Regions from separate parts of the Rattus norvegicus genome. Here region 1 is linked to region 2. The links are chromatin contacts, called in public Hi-C maps. All regions are on one chromosome and are shown on one strand. The core of a region is the stretch at or near the end of the contact, and the rest is flanking DNA. Distances in the headings are between cores, read along the strand shown. Region 1 holds the start of Sema4b (semaphorin 4B). Region 2 holds the start of Zfp710 (zinc finger protein 710).

Region 1 (2,823 bases), core at 2-2,501, 180 kb before region 2:
TTGAACTTGAGCTACCAGTAATGTTTCTGATAAGAGACGGAGATCCAGTTGCGGGCCTTAATTGAAGAGCTGATTCCATCCTTTTGCAAATGGGATGCTTTTAGGGGTGGGGATGCTATAAGAAGGAAGTCTGCTAGAGTTTTAGTCTATAACCTCTAATTTATGCAGTGCCTCACACGTGACAGTTTGCAATTTAGTGGGGTTTGGCCAAGCATTGTCTGTTGGCACCTATGTGCCTGATGCCCACCCAATGCACCAAGTTTCATAAATTTCCCGAGATGGCTTTGCAAGGTGGCTAAGCCTGAGGTGACTTTGCAGGTGAGGAAGCTGGAGTACAGGTAGTAGGAAGTACTTGCTGGGCTTAAGACCCAAGTCCCTAGAATTCCAAAAGTTGAGGTTCCCAGAAGGTTCCTGGGCGATCAGACTAAGGGAAATAAAGAAAGACAGAAGGATTGGAAACACTGGCAGCCAGGGGCAGATGGGAAGCGCTAAGAAAGGAACCTGTCCCACCAGAGTGGTACCCTCAGGTCCCTCTAGGCAGGGTATAGATGGGTCTTCATAATGTCAGTTTCCAAGTCCCGGTGTTTGGGGGTGGGAGGAGTGAATTCTCCAGGTCGATCAGTCAGAGACCGGCTGGCTGGATGGAAAGACCTGGCAACCACCCGCCGAGCTCCAGGCTCTGCTGTGGCTGCCTGAGAATATCAAAAGTCCAGAGTTTATAGCAAAGCCAGCAGCAGTGCCTTCAGCCCCATGCCGTTGGTGGCTCCACGGTTGACCCTGGTCAGCATCAAAGACAAGTAGATGAGTCGGCAGGATGGCTAGCACCTGAGGCCCCCAAACAGTGCCAAGTGTGACCGAGCAGGAGAGCGGCCCTCACCGAGTCCAGATAGAAAATGGAAGAAAAGGGCTCTCAGCTCCCTAGCTTCCCTCTCCTTTCGCTTTGACCACAGCACTTGGGAAAGGGAAATGCTTTCCTGGTCCTAGTGGGTCTCAACCCTCCTTTGTCGTGGCCATCCTACCAAGCATCTTGCCGGCTGCACTCCCGTCCCTCTGCCGCGCCCCACAGCACTTACCCAGCGGCACACTGATCCGTGGGCCGAGCGCCCGCGCCGTCGTCGTCCGCAGCAGTAGCAACAGCAGCTGCAGCGCGCTCAGCAGGTCGGCGGAGCGGCTCGCCCGGCCCATCGCGGCGCGTGGAGCTCGGACCGCGGCAGGAGCGGCGTCCTCCGGCTCAGGTTGCTCAAGTGGAGTCTCAGGCTGGAGCCCCGCCCCGCGGTTCGGCCCGGAGTCCTTCCCCTGGCCTCCGCCTCCGGACCTGGGGTGGGCGGCAGGGAAGATGGTCACGTGGGTCGCCACAGAGTAGGATCCCTCTACCCAGTCCTGCGGGGTGGAAGCCCCGCGCTCCCGCCGCAGGGAGGAGGGCGCGGAGCAGGAAGTCGGCGGGTAGGCCGGCCTCCTAGCTAGTCCTCGCCCAGCTCTTTTCCCTTCCTCCTTCCTGGGCGCTAGAGTACGAGGGGCGCTAGATCGGGACACCCGACTTGGGGCACTCGGGGTGGAACAGAGCCTGGGGATCCGAAGCCTGGAGACCGAAGAGCACGCTAGACCGCTCGGACCCGCCCTCCTTCCGGCTCCCGGGAACCCTGCCCTACTTGCCCCCTACCCACCCCCACCCCCGGCTCTGGGAGCTGTGCAGACACTGAGACTGGTAGCTTTCCAGTCTTACTTCCGTGAGAGGTCTGCATGGTCTAGAATCTAGATACACTGCTGGGTTGTCCATGCTTAGAATTCTGTCCACGCGAAGCCCGGGGGACGGCGCAGAATTAGTTCAAGTGGGATAATAGGATTTCATGGACTTCACTGCCAAGGAGGCTAGATCTTCCCCCACAACCAGCACGTGGCTGAGCATAGGAAAGGATTCCCTAAGGCTGGAATGAGAGGTATCCACCCGCAAGTACCCCAATCTGAAGTTAATGTGGTGGAGCCCCAGCAAAGAGATGGAGGGAAATAAGGAGGGTGAGATGGGGAGATCAACAAAGAAAGACATCAAGGTTTTGGAGACCCGTTTCAGCTTTTCCTAGGTGCACTGATAAAATTAAAAACCTGAAAATATGTGTCCATTGTTCTTGTGGCAATGAAACCACTTTGCCCAGAATTTTCTTAAATTTCGAAGCTACACTGCACCCGCTGCCAAAGTAGGCAGTTTCAGAGCCACATCTTTCTCCCCTCATCTCCACCCCCACAGGTAGGTGGCAGTCAGAGCAGACAAGCTCTTGGTTGGTCCCAGACTTCCCCATGTCCCACAATTCCTGTGACCACCCTGACATCCTTCTACACTCTCGTGTCATTTCTCTTACTCCTCATGTCCAAATGAGCTAGTTACTCCATCATCTGAAGTTTATTGCTTTCTCAGACCCACCCTTGCTCTCCTGGCTATGAGGCCCCTCTAATTGCTTCTTCCTTTTTTTCTATAATCTCAAACACAGTAGACAGAGTCCACTCCACAAGTTGTGTCCTCTGATCTGTGTGTGTGACACAAAATAAATATATATGCAAAACACAAATGCACATTAAATAAATTATCATTTTAAAAACGGCTTCAAAGTCTGGCCTTTAATCCCAGCACCTGGGAGTCAGAGGCAGGTAGATCTCTCGAGTTTTACAGAGCCAGTTCCAGGACCACCAAGGCTACACAGAGAAACCCTATCTGAAAATTTTTTTTAATATTTTATTTATTTATTATCTATGAGTACACTGTAGCTGTCTTCAGATACACCAGAAGAGGGCATCAGATTTCATTACAGATGGTTGTGAGCCACCATGTGG
Region 2 (2,700 bases), core at 125-2,624:
GCTCCTCCGTCTGACGCCGACGATCACGCCCCACAGCTCCGTCCAATTAGGAAAATGACCGCGAGGAGAGGGAGAGGGGGCGGCGAGGAAGGGAGGCCGAGCCACGGGAGGCTCGAGATCAGCCGTGGGGATCTACCCACCCGTTCCCGGCACTGGGCGAGCGCCTTCAACAGGTCGGAGCCGAGGCCACCGAGGGGGGCCCGGGTCCCACCATACCGGCCTGGGGACGCCCGCTGCCCTCGAGGGGCGCCCGGCACGCCAGCTGCGCGCTGCGCCCTCACCACCCTGCCGGCCCGGCCGCGCGGCCACCCCACCCGCTCCCGGAGTAAAAAGTTTGTGGGCAGCCGCAGGGGCGGGGCGGCGAGGGGTGAAACTTTGAGTCCCGGGCCGGGTGCGGGGGGAACGTCCCGGAGCGCCGCGACACCCACGTGCGGGTCGGAGACCGCCGCCGCCGCCTCCCCGGCCTCCCGCGCCGCCGCCGCGCTTTCCTTTCATTTTGCTTCTCTGCCTGTGCCTCTGCCTCTCTGCCCCTCTCTCCCTCTCTCTCTCCTTCCTCTCTCTCTCTCTCTCTCTCTCTCTCTCTCTCTCTCTCTCTCTCTCCCCCCTCTCCCTCTCTCTCCTTCCCTTCCCCCTCTCCCTCCTCCCCCCCTCCAGACGCCATCTCTCCCTCTTTCCCCCTCTCTCGCTCCAGCTCTCCGGCATGAGGGAATGTGGAAGTGAAAGGAAAAGACGACATGTTTGCAGCGCGGCTGCGGGCCTGCGCGCCGCCGTCCCCGGGGAGAGGCGGGGGGCGGGTCGACCGCGGCCGCAGCGACCCACCCCCGCGCCCCCAGCCACCCCGCCGCGGGCCGCCGGGGGGCTGGCGGGGCCGCGGGCCGCACGGGACACTCACCCTGGGTCCGGGCGCGGCTCCTCGCGCTGGGGGCCCTCGGCTGGCCGGGCCGGGCGGGCCGGGGGCTCCTGCTGCCCACCGCCCGGGTTGCTGCTGCGCGCCGCCTCCACGCGCGCCCGCCCTGCTCTGCCACCCTCCCTCCGGCTCCTCTCTTTCTCCCCCTCTCTCTCTCTCCCTCCTGCTCTCTCTCGCGCTCGCTCGCTCGCGCTCTCTCCCTCCCTGGAAGAAGGGAATGAGGCAGGGCTGACGTGAAGGGATGCTAAACAGCTCCTCCTAAGCCAGCTCGCAGAGGAAGAGAGACTGAAAAGCAGCCCTTTTATCTCTCTTTTGTTTTCTCACTTCCTTCCACCCCCCCAGCACCCCCCTCTCGTCGGCCCAAGTTTTCTTTTTCTCTTTCTACCGCAGAGAGGATTTTTCTTCTTTTCTTTCTCTTTCTCTCGCTGCAACTCTCCTACTCGAATTGCAAGCCTGGAGGCTTCTCTTTTTTTTTTTTTCTTCCCCTTCCCTCTTTTCTTCCTCCTTCCTCCTTTCTTATTTCTCTAAAAGGGTTTTGTTTGCTGTGGGAGTTTCGTTTGAAAATCGAGTCACGCCTTTTTCCTTCTTTTCTTTCTCTCCCTCTTTTTTTTTCCCCTCCTCTCAGCAGAAAAGGGGAACAAAGATTAACAAGCGGGGGAGAAGGGAGCGTCAGAACCTCGCATGGAAATGGGGGGGGGCTGTCCCTGCCAGGCACAAAGGGGGCTCGAGAGAACAGCCCCCCCAGGAAGTCTGGGGTGTCCTATCCCAAAGAAGAGCCAATGGGGTGGGGGTCCAGGGGAGCCCCTGAGTGCCCAGTCCTTCCGAAATACGGGCAGGGGCTGAGCCTGCCCCCTCCCCAGTCGGGTGGAAGCTGGGGGTGCTGTTCACTTAATATATTTTTTAAGTGGGCAGATGGGACTTAGAGCCAACGTCGCCGCAGAGCCCTGAACAGTAAAGAGCCTTTAAACAGCTGTTCGCTGAGCCCTGGACGGTCAGACTCGAGGGAACGGCTCCGGCTGCTATCGTCGGGCCCCGGGTGCGAATGGGGTTCAGAGGAGTTCGGGGCCCCTCGCGTCCTCCCCAAGCCCAGGGCCTAAGCTTGACCCCGGGGTGCACTGCTGGGGGGCGCCGAGGCGTGGTCGTTCGCTAAGGTCTGGGCCCTTGTGGCGCCCCGCGGTGCCCGGGGTTCGGCGTAGCCTGGCCTCCTCCCAACTCTGGGACAGGCCGGACACCCCGCCTCCAACCTCCCGGACACCCGCCACTCAGAGCTGCGCCGCTCTACTCCGACGCATGGGCGGGTACGGAGCCCGCGGACAGAGCCGGGCAGTGTCGCCACCAAGGGTCAATTATTCATGGGGCGCCTGGGCGTGCTCCCAAGACCAGCTCTGTCTTCGGCTTCTCCGGAGGAGTGGAGACAACACGGGGGAAAAGTTCCCAGAGCAAAGTTGGCCACATTTCTTATTTTCCCAAGTAAGTATTGAGCACCTGCTGGATGCCTGGCCCTTGGACTGGGGCTGCAGCTGGGCGAGAAACGTGAGGTCTCGGCAGGCCCAGACAAAGCGAGGGAAGCTGCGGCTCCGGACCAGGTCACCGAGCAGAAGGGAAGCCTGGATCCTCTCCCCTCCCTGCGCTCTTCCTTCCCCTTCCCTCCTTCCTCCGGGCTGCATCTCCTTGGCTCCACCCCTTCTCATCAATTCCTCCCACACTTCCCTGCTCTCCCTGGCTTTTCACTGGAGGGTCCCTTCTCCCAGCGAGGAGCAGATGCCGAGCCCCATTGTCTCTCCCCCAATGAC

The links. Hi-C and Micro-C count contacts between places; a contact is called where the count stands out from the background.
Region 1: a Hi-C map of Schwann cells shows a contact between it and region 2, with 5 times the contacts expected there. The contact joins the promoter of Sema4b here to the promoter of Zfp710 in region 2. A contact is called at or near these places in 2 of 12 Hi-C or Micro-C datasets (Schwann cells and liver) and 1 of 1 datasets of contacts at active chromatin or transcription factors (oligodendrocytes).

What each region holds. Positions count from the first base shown.
Region 1 is chr1:143,557,225-143,560,047 of GRCr8, reverse strand. It overlaps Sema4b (semaphorin 4B), which reads right to left and starts at 1,251. Exons shown (of 14, transcript NM_001170462.2): 1 at 1,074-1,251. The coding sequence starts at 1,185.
Region 2 is chr1:143,375,368-143,378,067 of GRCr8, reverse strand. It overlaps Zfp710 (zinc finger protein 710), which reads right to left and starts at 1,374. Exons shown (of 5, transcript NM_001398728.1): 1 at 893-1,374. LOC134483743 (a long non-coding RNA gene) reads left to right here and starts at 2,342. Exons shown (of 2, transcript XR_010060626.1): 1 at 2,342-2,700.